Regions from separate parts of the Mus musculus genome. Here region 1 is linked to region 2. Evidence: chromatin contacts called from public ChIA-PET data. All regions are on one chromosome and are shown on one strand. Each heading gives the region's core, a stretch centred on a gene start, on an enhancer-like site or on the middle of the called end of the contact. The rest is flanking DNA. Distances are from core to core; before and after follow the strand shown. Region 1 holds the start of Numa1 (nuclear mitotic apparatus protein 1). Region 2 holds the start of Arap1 (ArfGAP with RhoGAP domain, ankyrin repeat and PH domain 1).

What was found. ChIA-PET counts read pairs in DNA pulled down with a chosen protein or histone mark.
Region 1: an RNA polymerase II ChIA-PET map of memory CD8 T cells shows a contact between it and region 2, with 6 read pairs. The contact joins the promoter of Numa1 here to the promoter of Arap1 in region 2. A contact is called at or near these places in 2 of 115 datasets of contacts at active chromatin or transcription factors (bone marrow-derived macrophages and memory CD8 T cells).

What each region holds. Positions count from the first base shown.
Region 1 is chr7:101,966,695-101,972,574 of GRCm38.p6, forward strand. It overlaps Numa1 (nuclear mitotic apparatus protein 1), which reads left to right and starts at 3,149. Exons shown (of 25, transcript NM_133947.3): 1 at 3,149-3,275.
Region 2 is chr7:101,343,116-101,349,513 of GRCm38.p6, forward strand. Arap1 (ArfGAP with RhoGAP domain, ankyrin repeat and PH domain 1) reads left to right here and starts at 4,954. Exons shown (of 34, transcript NM_001040111.1): 1 at 4,954-5,084. It overlaps Gm35219 (a long non-coding RNA gene), which reads right to left. Exons shown (of 5, transcript XR_003946844.1): 3 at 4,732-6,398; 4 at 4,527-4,623; 5 at 3,806-4,445. It overlaps Stard10 (START domain containing 10), which reads left to right. Exons shown (of 7, transcript NM_019990.5): 4 at 69-172; 5 at 802-919; 6 at 2,520-2,572; 7 at 2,777-3,511. The coding sequence ends at 3,022.

The DNA.
Region 1 (5,880 bases), core at 1,899-4,398, 620 kb after region 2:
AAATTGCTGCAGCCTACTGGCTACAATGGGAGATGGAGTATTACCAGACCCTTTGAACAACTGTGTGCTTCTAACTTACTACCACTCTTCAGCTTCTATCAGAACTCACTCCTCCTGCATTGTGAGTTCTTCCAAAACCCCTTTCTTTATCCCCACCCCACCCCGCCCCTTTTGGTGGGGTAATGAGTGCCTTGTAGAACCAGGCAGGAGCCAAGTGATCTTTCTTGGTTGAGAAGAAAGAGAAGTGGAGAAACTAGCCACACTTCCTGGGTAGCCCATAAGTTAGTTGGCCTCGAAGTGTAAGGACTTGGCAGGGAAATTCTAGAGGAGATTTCAAGCCTTCTACAGCAGTGGTTCAACTGGAACGTGTTACCTTGTGTTTAGAGCAGGGGCAAGATGGAGAGATACAGTATCTACTCTGTCTTCACTGTGAAGTTTCAGGACTCACAGTACCAAGTGGAACTGCAGAGACTGGTGGGCAGTTTAGCAACCCTCTTATTTTCATCCCATACAATTTTAGGGTGTGCCAGTCTTTAACTATTTTTGCCATTTCTTTTCATAAAATGTGAACATTTGTATTTGTGGTAGTCCTTTGAATAGAAGCCGTCCTTTCTGCTAATAGCAGTTGCTAAGTACAGACTACAGAGGGATGGTGAGAACAGGCTGTAGGTTTGAGAGAGCAATGTGTCTGCAGTCTTGGGTATGGATCTCACCAACACCTCATCCCCTCTACTCAGCACACACATTCTTTTAGTAGCCAGAGACTGTGTTTGGAAAGCTGCCATACAAATGTAGTTCAGTGGAACAGATTTAATGAGCTTTAGTAAGCTAGGGACTATGGCTGATCATAGAGAGGGAACTGGGGTATGTCCTTAAGGAGTTGTCATTCTAGATGAAAGAGACTTTCACAAAAATATATATAAAACCATTTCTTGAGCTTTGTACATGATTAGCATAATTTTTAAACACTAAAATCATGTTTTTGTGTGTGTCAGAGAACAGCTGTTGGGAGTGAGTTCTTGTCTACCATGTAGATCCTAGGTCTTCAGACCAGATCATGCATATCTCCTGAGCCATTGTGTCTTTTTGTACATGGTTATTAAAAATAAATCCAATCACTGGGTGTGGTGGCACACACCTTTAATCCCAGCACTTGGGAGGCAGAGGCAGGCGGATTTCTGAGTTCGAGGCCAGCCTGGTCTACATAGTGAGTTCCAGGACAGCCAGGGCTATACAGAGAAACCCTGTCTCAAAAAAACCAAAATAAGTAAATAAATAATAAAAAAATAAATCCAACCATAAAAACATACATACAGTGTAGGAAGTCCCCAAGTGATTGTCCCCAGTAATCCACTACTGTTACCAGTTTAATATTGGAGGGATTGAGATTTGAAGTGTGCCTATAAAGTAAAAGCCGAGAGAGGAACTGGTGGGGAAAAGGCGGTCACACTGAAGGTACCATCCTGTTCCAGGAGGAATATCTCTAGCTTCTTTAGCACTGGTAAACCTTCTGCTGGGACACCCTGGTGACAGAGACCAACCTTTGTGAAGCATCCACTAGCACCTTCTGTGCTAAAAGTCAGTGTGTTGGGCACCTTGCGAATGTTACTGAGTTCATGCTTGTACTCTTAAAGCAGAGGAGGCTATGCTTTCATCTAGGAATCTGAGGAATCCTTGCCAGGGTTATGTAGTTAGCTGCAAGTGATTTGTGATATGTATGTAAGATAGTCACTTTGTGGCTTAGCTTCCTCATGTCTACAGTTGAGTGGTAGGGCTGGAGAGATGGCTCAGCGATTAAGAGCACCTGACTGCTCTTTCCGAGGTCCTGAGTTAAATTCCTAGCAACCACATGGTGGCTCACATCTGTAATGGGATCCAGTGCCCTCTTCTGGTGTGTCTGAAGACAGTGACAGTGTATTCACATAAATAATAAGTCTTTTTAAAAAAGTCATCTTAAAGTTGAGTGGTAATTTACCTGCTTCATAAAGAGGTGTTGAAGCCTAATGAAATGATGCCCAATAGGTCAGTAGGATGGTTTGAGGCATGTTAGTAGGTTCTTAGTAAGCATTAGCTACTATCTATTATATCCTGTTTCTTCTTCAGACCCCCATCTCCTCCTCACATGTGATTCACATATGCCATGTACTTTCTTCCCGGTACAGTTGCTCCTCCTAGTTTTGTCTTGTTTGAGATAGGCTGTTACTCTGCCTTGGCTGGGCTGGAACTCTAGTAGTGAGTGGATCAGGCTGGCCTTCTGCTCCAACCTCCCACTTGCCAGGACTGTAAGCACACAGCACCATGGTGGCTTTGAGTCTCCTGCTTTTTGTCAGCTTCTTTCTCCTCAATGCTTCTCATTCCTCTTTTAACTATTCTCTACCATCCGTGTCCTCAACACCTTCCTATCTATTGGGTAGCCTCCTAGCTCACCTTGCTGCCAGAGAACCATTTTGTCAGGTTAATCTGGCTCATACCACAGCTCTCTGTTAAAACCATCCCAGATCCTTTATTTGAATCCTTGAAGTTCAAGATTTCCCAATTCTGACCTCAGTTCACCTTTGACACCTGGTCTCTCACTGCTACCACACCTTTCTGCTTTCTTCTCCCTTTCCCGAGAGGAAAAATTTGATTTTGTGCTTGAAGATCCAGATTAAAATATTACTTCAGTTTTCTAATCCTTCCCTCATCTAAACTGGTTAGTTTCCTTACATCTTTTATATGAGTTAACATGTACCATCTTGGGATAAAACTTGTAGTCACTTCTGATCTGTGGAATTGTAACCCTAGCTCAGACGTTGGGTATAATTCTTGTATGGGTATTAACAATATTTAATAGCAATACATTACACATACTTCATTAAATGTTTCTAGTTGTAAAGTGAGGGAATTCCTTTAACTATCCCAGGAGGTGTCCAGTGGGTGGCAACGCTGTCGAGATCTTGTCTGAGTGTGACATTTCTTTTAGTCATATAGTTGCAGCAGACTCTGAGGATGATGAGTCCCTGTGCCTGTTGAGGGCTCTAGCCAGCGCCTGCCATACTCAGAACTGTGCCTTGGCCCCTCGGCCCCTCCCCACAAATGCCCACAGGAACAGCGGATTAGGTTCTGGCAGCACAGCTGGGATTTTGGCGGCCATTCCAGTCAACAATAGCGCAGCTATCGGGACAGAAGAGCGAGGCCTACGCTCCGCGGCTAGAAACTGCCTGGGCCGCTCGTTTGGGTGGAGGAGTGGGAGGAGCAGGCACACAGCATGGCATCTTGGCCTTGCTACGCAGAAGGTAGGGGCTGAAGAGATTCCCTGCGGAGAACAGGCTAGGGTGGCCAAGTCCTAGGGCGGGCAGGCGGGCGGGCAGGCAGGGCGCTCTGAGGAGGCCTGCGCTTTGTGTGGCGGGGAGCCGGCGGGCGGCCGTGCGCCTGCAGACACGCCCCCCTCGCCGCGCCGCAGGAAGCTGCCCCTGTACAAGGCCTGCGCCGTGCGGCTCCCCTGCGCTCGGCTCCCAGGCTTCCTCTGCGCCGGGCGCCTTTCCCGCCAGGGGCTGGCCGTGGGTTCGGCGGCTCTGGGCCTGCCCGATAGGGCTGGTCTCGGAGGTGGACAGGCCGTCACTGCTACTGCCTTAAGCCCTGCTGGAAAGCAGCGAAGGGGGAGTGTCCTGGCCATCTCAGGTTGGTGAGGCCGGCCACCGCGGGTGCGTTTTTGTGTGTTTACGCCACAGCCTCCAGCCCTTGCTGCGCGTGCTCTCCCTTCAGCAATGGAGCCTGCGGGCTTGCGCCCTAGCCACTCTCCCCGCCCCCGCACGTCCTGCTCAGTTTTTAGGGCACGGGCAGGCTTCACCTGGGTCCTCCTGGTAGGCGTCGTCCCCCCCCCGTCCCCCCCCCCCGAGCTCTTGGCTTCGCTGTTGCTCCCAGACCGCGCGGAAGCTCGCTGTGCCTTTAAAGAAAGCAGACTCCTGGCTGTGACGCACTTCTGGCTGTCAGCCAGGAAGATTGCTTCTGCCTGGCCGACTGAGAAGAAACCCAACAACTTTTCTTTTGTGTGTGGGGTTACTTTCCACTGCCCCCCCCTACCCCTGTCCTTTCAAGATTTAAATGCTAATGGCGGATTAAAACCTGTAGATACGTTTGGCTTTAGGAGTCCGGTAAGGCCCCCAGCACTAAGACTTTTTCTCCCTCACTCTTTCTCGGGTTAGTTTTGTTTTGTTTTGTTTTTTCAAAAAAATGGACGAGAGGGTGGGGTGGTTCATCCCCCTCACCTCCCTTTGCTGCGCCATCCTTAGAGGGGAGGGAGAGGAAAGGGAGAGCAAGTAAACACTGAGAAACAGGCGCTGGCCCTGCGCAGAGCTTGCCAACATCCGGGAGTTGGCGCCTTTCTTTCCCCTCATAGATGTCAGCGTGTTTTTGTTTGGAGGGAGTAATGTGTGCGCCTGTCCTAGAGCTATAGAGACGGCCCAGTAGAGGGCTTCCCTGTTTCCTTGTGTGGTCCTAGATGTTTTTGCGGTGTTGGACAATGAAAACGTGTCTTTTTTTATTTTTTATTTTTGTCAGCTGCCAGGGATCTGAGTGTGTGAATGTAGTGGTTGGGGATAGGTGCTGATGAACTGCCCCAGAGGGCTGTGTATGTGCGCTTGCGCAGGCACTTCACACAGTATCTGCCTGTAGGCCGCAGTCTAGTTCATGATTGCAACTTTTCTGCTAACATTTTTCCGATCATGACCTTACGAATATGGGGGAAAGGACTAGGTGTCAGTACTGTTAGCTCTGATTAAGCCCGGCAATGTGAAAATAGACTGACCTCAACAGAAGCAGATTGTCCTTTAATTAGAACAATGAAGGGCAGCAGGCTCTCTGGGGAGTGGAGGCTGAAGAGATACAAAGGGCTTGGGGTTTTATAGGGCAGAAAAGGGAACTTTTGAAGGTTGGCGATTGCATCTGCAGATCTGTACTCTGCAGTCTCAAAACTGTAAATACTCAAGGGTTGGTGTTTGGACTTTCTTGTCAGGAGCGTCCCTGTTCCTAGGTGTTATGGGCCTACTTACTTCTGGGGGCTTCTCAGTCCTCCTGAGGCTTTTAGGTCATTAAAAAACTCTTTGCCTCCTCCTCTTTCCCCTTTTTCTCCTCTTGATTATGTGGCCTTACCTGCCCTAGAACTCAGAGCCATCTTCCTGCCTCAGCCTTTCAAAGTGCTCTAGAGGTGGGAGTCACCAAGGACGATTTTTTTTTTAAAGAAACAACGGAATGTGGGGTTTTCCTGAAGTCTTTTCATTCCTTTCCAGATTCTCAGGACTCTGAGTCAGAAATCTAGGTTACAAAGAGAGTGGTGTATGTGCAGAGGGAGAGGCCTGAGCTGAAAGTTAGTGCCTTAGAGCAAGTAGAGAATTCATCCAGTAACTTCATTTGCTTTTGATTGCAGAAATGCTGAGAAACAATTGACTTGTCCACACAGCCTACTCAGGGCTTTCCCCCATAATAGAGAAAAGATAATGCTTTTCTTGGCCTTTTTTCCCCCTTTTTTTCTTTTGGTATGAATGGTGGTGGTGCACATCTTTAATCTCAGCACTTGGGGGGCAGAAGCAGGCAGATCTCTGAATTGGAGCCCAGTCTGGTCTACAGAGCAAGTTCTAGGATAGTCAGGTTTACACAGAGAACACCTGTCTTGAAAAAAACTAAAGGAAAACCATCTCAAAACAACTCAGCCCCTTTGTTAGCCAGAGGACACACCAGCAAGACAGCTCCTTTTGTTGTTTGGGATTTAATTTTTGTTTGTTTTTCTTTTTTCTTTTTTTGATTTCCTTTCTTTTTTAATTAATCATTCTATTCCTTTACATCTCAAATGATATCCCACTTGCCTGTTACCCTCCACAAATCTCTCCATCCTGCATCCATCCT
Region 2 (6,398 bases), core at 3,704-6,203:
TCCATCACACCCTTCCTTATAGGAAGATGGGCCAGCAGCCTGGCTGAATTATTCCTTGCCCTCTACAGGGAGGTGTCCCAAGCCCCTGAAGAACCGTGATGTCATCACCCTCCGCTCCTGGCTCCCCATGGGCGCTGATTACATCATTATGAACTACTCAGTGAAACACCCTGTGAGTTGGCCTGCCCTCCCCTGGGGTGTGCAGAAGGGTGATGGGCAGGGCTGGGCTGTGGCTGGCTGTCCAGTGACTTCGGGCAGGCATGGGGGCTGGTTTCCTTCCTGCACATTGAGGATAATGACTTCCCTTCGGGGCCTGTCCAGTAGCTCAGGGAAAGGGCAGTATGGGCCGGCTCTGCCGTGAGTGGGTGGGATGACCTGATGTGGGTGGACCAGCCCTTGGGATGAGTGAGGCTGGCCTATAAATGGGCTAGCAGGAACTAGAAGGCAGGTTCCTGTGGTGGGACTCACTTGAACTCCCTGGGCAGAGAGGGCAGGCAGGTGTAGTTAGCCTAGGCAAGGGTTCAGTGCCCACAAACACGCATAAGCCCTGACATAGCCTGGCACTTCCCTAATGGCACAGAGAAAGCACAAGTGAGAGGGGGCAAGGATGGCCTGGCCTGATTATTTTTCCTTAACCTACATTAGGTCTGGACGGGCACAGTTGTCAAGAAATGTGAACAGCTATGGGTTCGTGTGTGTGTGTGTGTGTGTGTGTGTGTGTGTGTGTGTGTGTGTGTACCTTATAGAGGCAGTCCCTCTGACTCCACCCAAGTCTCACCTCCCTGTGCCTTCCATCCCCAGAAATACCCACCTCGGAAAGACTTGGTCCGAGCTGTGTCCATCCAGACGGGCTACCTCATCCAGAGCACGGGGCCCAAGAGCTGCGTCATCACCTACCTGGCCCAAGTGGACCCCAAAGGTGAGGGCTTGGCCCTGCAGTCCATCAGCAGGGGCTCCTTCCCTGTACAGGGAATGAACTGGATCTGCCAGGCTATCTGAAGGCCGTCTGTTAGGAGCTGTTTAGTACTGGGGGATCTCTAGCCAAAGCTAGTGGTTTGAAAGCAATGGACCCACGAGGCGGCCAGTGCTCCTCTCGGGAGTTTGGAACTGCCTTCCTGGTGCTAGCATTCCTAGCCTGGACCTGCTCTCACCACCGCATCTCCTTCGGCCACATCCCAGAGGCCTGAGCTTTCCAAGCTGTTCTTTCAGCTCACGTCTGCGACAGATGAGCCCTCATCTCTGTTGAGGTGGTTATCCTCCTAGACATCTTCCTCAGGATGTCTTCTGGACACCTGAGACTTGTTGTACCCAACCGTGAACTCACCATTGCCCTTCTTAGACCCACCCTTCATCAGATCAGTAGCTTGCTTTCTGGTCCCCTTTGTTTAGAACTTGCTAGTTAATTGGGGCCAGCTTCTCCTTGTCAGCTCCTAAATGTAGCACTTAGTCTCTCTCTTCCTCCCTCCCTTTCTTCTGACTCACCCAGGCTGGTCTTGAACTCGCCATCATCCTGACTTTGTCTCCCGCATGCTGGGAATTCCAGGCCCGTGTTAACATACTTAGCCCCTGTTCTCACCTTTTCACCCTCTGACAGCTCCCAGCCTATCATTCTTCTGGTACTCAGCCACTTTGTTTGTCCAAACAAGCTACTAGAGGAGATAAAAACAACACTTACTTCCTCTGACTCACCTGCTTAAAATGTCACTGTGACTCTGTTGCCCTCTGAGTCCAGCCAGAGCCCCTGCCCAGGGCGGGGAAGGGGGATCTCTAGCCCCCTCATGCCCTTCCACTTCTTACCTCCATGTCCCTCCAGCCTTTATCCTCAGCTAGCTCCCTGAACCTCTGCTTCTTACTCAGTGCTCCCGGAGTCCCTGACTCCCAGAGTGAGAGCCTGCTGCCTGTTTCAGGGCCCATCCCCCTCCAGCAGAACACCAGTCTGTGTTGAAATGTCACACACTGAATTCCTGTTGTGAGTGTCCAGACAGGTGCAGGGTGGGTGTCACAGAATGTGGAGTGAGTTGGTGACTGAACACGTAAAGACAGGATTGTCATTGACAGGGATACCCCGCAGCCTAGGTCAGGGTTCCCTGCTCTTTATGAGTGTTCTGTGTGTACAGAGCAGGAACTTGGAGGGAGACAGGTGGAGAGCTGGCCTATGGATTCCAGGGCGGGCTAGACTAGAGTGCTGAGCCTAAGATGTCTTAGGAGGCTCAGCAGGACAGACAGGAGAGAGGCTGAGCCTCAGGGACAGACCTAGGCTATTAGTGTGAGGAGAAGGAGGTGACAGGCTGGAGCTTGGTAGGTCAGAATGTCACACCACAGGTCACTTGTGGTTACCTAGGGCCGTGTGGTTTTCTTCTCTGAACTGGAGCTCAGCAGACAGACAGTGGGGCCAGAGATGAGCTTGGGGGATCTGAGAAGGAATGCCAAGGGGGTGGCCTCCCCACAAACTCTGAAGAGGGAGGGGGGCTGGCAGTGGGTGGGGCTGGGTGCCTAAGGGCTTCTCCCTGCCCCCACAGGCTCCTTACCCAAGTGGGTGGTGAATAAGTCATCTCAGTTCCTGGCCCCCAAGGTAAGTGGCTGTGTGCTCTGGGACATGGGGGAGGGGGTAGCACTGAGGAGTAGGGCAGGGGCAGAGTCAACACTGGGTGATGGCTGATGAACCAGGTCTACCCATGGCCGTAGTTGGGACACTGGGGACTACTGTACACCGCAGGAGGGCTCTGGAGGGGTGTGGCCCTCCAGGCACCCCTAACAATGTTCGAATGGTCTACAGGCCATGAAGAAGATGTACAAGGCCTGCATCAAGTACCCCGAGTGGAAGCAGAAACACCAGCCTCATTTCAAGCCATGGCTGCACCCGGAGCAGAGCCCATTGCCCAGCCTGGCGCTGTCAGAGTTGTCGGTGCAACATGCAGACTCACTGGAGAACATCGATGAGAGTGCAGTGACAGAGAGCCGCGAGGAGCGGGCAGGCGGTGCGGGAGGAGAGGGCAGCGACGATGACACCTCGCTCACCTGAGTGACCGGCTCTCTGCAAGGACCAAGACCAGACTGGGGTGGAACCCTGGGGCACTGAGCCTTCTGCACTTCCTCCCTTCCCCCACCTGCCTTCTGGGGGGGCACTGGGCTCCTGCCCAGGTGGCTGCGGCATGGCTGGACATGGCCCCAATAAATGAACCACACAGCCCCAGCCAGCTCTTTGTGCCTGCTTCTCATCTGCTCAGCCCCACGCTGCTCTGTTCTACAGTTATTTTCCTTAATACTCTTATTGTTCACAGGACTGCTGTCCCTATAGGCGTCTTGTAACGTAGGGTGGAGCTTGTTGCCCCCTCCTTTCCTGTGGTTCCTTTCTTTTCGTTCATTTGCACATTCATTTTTCTGGTCACAAAGGTGGTTTGCTCATTTTTTCAGGGCTCTTAAGAGGAGCTGGTCTAACCTGAGGTCAGGCTTCTACTGTGTGATGGACTTCTGGTCCAAGCTAGCTTTAAACAGTTGATCTGGCATACTCTGACTGGCTCCTGTCATCACAGAAAGAAGGGGAGGGACTCACAGGTCAAAGACTAGGGCTGAAGGCCTCAGAACTGAGTTGAGGCAGTGTGAACTGGAGGAGAGAGAGAGGTGGGTACTGGAGGAGGGAGGGGGGTATGGACTGGAAGAGGGAGAGGTGTGGGTACTGGAGGAGGGGGAGGTGTGGGTACTGGAGGAGGGAGGGGGTGGGTACTGGAGGAGGGGGAGGGGTGTGTACTGGAGGAGGGAGAGGTGTGGGTACTGGAGGAGGGGGAGGGGTGGGTACTGGAGGAGGGGGAGGGGTGGGTACTGGTGAAGACACTTCCACTGCACTTAGTGTTAAAGACCTTAGGCTGGTCACAGGAATCGTGAGGTCCCCTGACCAAGTGTCAACCCTCACTTATGCCTAGCTGCTCTGAGATCTAGAGGGAAGCCTGGGCTGCCTCTGCTGTCCAAGGGATGCCGAGTCCCAGAGTTAGTCTTAGGCCCTGCTTTTCTCTGGTATTTTTGGCACCACAAGAACTTGGGGTCTGGAAAGAACTCAAGATCTGACCCTATTCACCTCTCCTGGAAAGCCCTGCCAGTGGAAAACCTTACTGGGCTAACAGTCAAGTGTTTCCCAGAGAACAGTTTCTGTGGAGAGGCCTGGACAGGACCCTGTCACCTGGAACATCCAGCCCTAGGTCTGCCCATAATGGCTTTGAGAACACCCTGAGAATGTCAGACTCTCATTTCCTAACCTATAACCTAGGGTGATAATTTTTACCCTTATGCAAGTGTGAGTTTTTTTTTTTTTTTAATTAATCAGAACAAATTGTTCACCACTGGACCAGGCATGTAATAGGCTCTGATTAAAGGGCATCTTCCTCCTTTCAGGGCAAAAGCCCCTTGACCCACCCTGCTGATGACTGTTCTTCCAAATATGCCCACTGTTCCTATGGAAAAATGGAAGCCCAGCTAAATTAAGGCCCCTGGTTTGGCTGGTCCCAGAGGCTAGCCTCAGGATCCAGAAATACCTGCCAAGTCTAGGGATTTCATCTCTCTGGGGAGGAGGTGAGAAGCTGCCAGACTCTGGTGGGCCTTTCCCAGCGCCTTCTGCAGGGAGATGCAGTCCTGGGGACAGAAGCAGAGTACTAAGAATGGTGCACAGGACTCCCAGGGAAGGTGGTTGTCCCGCCTCCAATGGTTGTGTGTGTGTCCTCTCCCAGAGGATAGACTCACCAGAACAGGGGTGTCGAGGCATGGAGACTCAAGGATCCGTGGAGTCTCAGCAGGGACAGGATAGACTAGACATGAGCCTCAAAGCCTTAGCAAGCTAAGGATAAAGGAGAGACACAAACCCGGCGGTCCGGTCTGCCTAGGGTATTGAAGATCCGGACTAGGCTGGGGGCGGGACCGGCCGGCTCCCTGCCCGTTCCCCGCCCTCACGTCCCCCGGTGTCACGTGGGGCGGGCGGAAGCGCCGAGCGAGGTGGGCGCGCCCGGACCGCTGCCGCGAGTTGGCTGCGGCCGCGTGTGACAGACGGTACCGGGACCCCGAGTCCCACCTCGTGGAGTTCTCTTCGCTCAAAACAGGTCAGTGAGGTTGCTGGGACCTCCCAATCGCCAGTTGTGGCTTGCACTGCCCCCATTCCTCAGAAGGGAATGGTGAGCCCCCCACCCCCACCCGCTCAATTTTCCCGGGGTCATCTGGTGCGCGCTCTTGCCTGGGGATGAAGTGAAGTGGGGTCGCCTCTGGAGGTGAAGTCATCTAGCCAGACTCGTAGGGACAGAGAAAGTGAGCTGGTGGACACCAGCTTTCAGCCGTCAGCTCTTCTGCTTTAGGGCTTGCAGGCTCCGGAGCCAGTAGCGTCAGGCAGCTTGGCTTTCCCACTTGAGAAATGAAGACTTCTACCTAGTCTACCCCGGACATTCTTACAGCCTCGCAAAGCTTTAGGACTTTAGCCGTGGACCTGAGGCTTTGGTACAGCCTCGCAAAGCTTTAGGACTTTAGCCCTGGACCTGAGGTGTTGGTAACCTTGGGCAAGCTACTTCCGTCCTCCGCACCTCAATTCCCCACCAGTTAATGGGGGCATGGTTTCTCTAGAGCTTACCTGGCCCAGTTGCCAGGAAAGAAGGGGTGTGTTCGTTGAATGGGGTCAGGCTGGGAATGGGTGGATGGGCTTAGAGCAGGTTTGCAGTGCAGCGGGGGATGGGGGCTTTTGGGGAGGAGGCGGGTAGGTGTTTGGACACAGATCTCCGTGGGTAGATTTGGGTGCTGGGTGATTAGGAGCCAGGTTGTCTGACTTATGTTTCTCTAAATTCAGTGTCTTAGGGAAAGCTTCCCTAATGCCTAGACTGGGGGTTCGGGATTCAGGGTTAGACTTGGGGATGCTCAGGTAAGGATTTGACTACTGTTGGGTCCAGGGGACCCTGATAACCTGTACTTGGAAAGTTGTGACTGTCCTGCTAAGGGAAGCCTAGGCTCCTAGCAGCGTCATTATAGGGTAGAAGAAATTCAGCAGAACCCAGAGACAGGCGTGGACAGGTGCAGACCTGGGGAGGAGAGGATGCCTGGATGAGCCTTGGTAGTTAAGTGGCTGTTTGCTAAGACTGGCTGCAAGGTGAGGGCAGAGCTTGTGCCGCACAGCAGGGATACTGATAACCTTCCGGAGGAGAGGCAAGGGATGTGGGTGTGGCTGTAAGGGGTGGCAAGGGAGGATGTGCAGAGAACCCATCCTTGGGATTTATACCTGGCTAAAGTTTATTTAGACCCCGGCCTGGGGACCCTGCTCCCCAGTGACCGTTTGCTCACTGGAATAGGGTACAAGTGAGATGTCCCAGGCAGGCTACTGCTGGCTGTGAGGAGGTGATGGCCCCGACGCCCCAGGTTTCATTTGGACGTTCAGG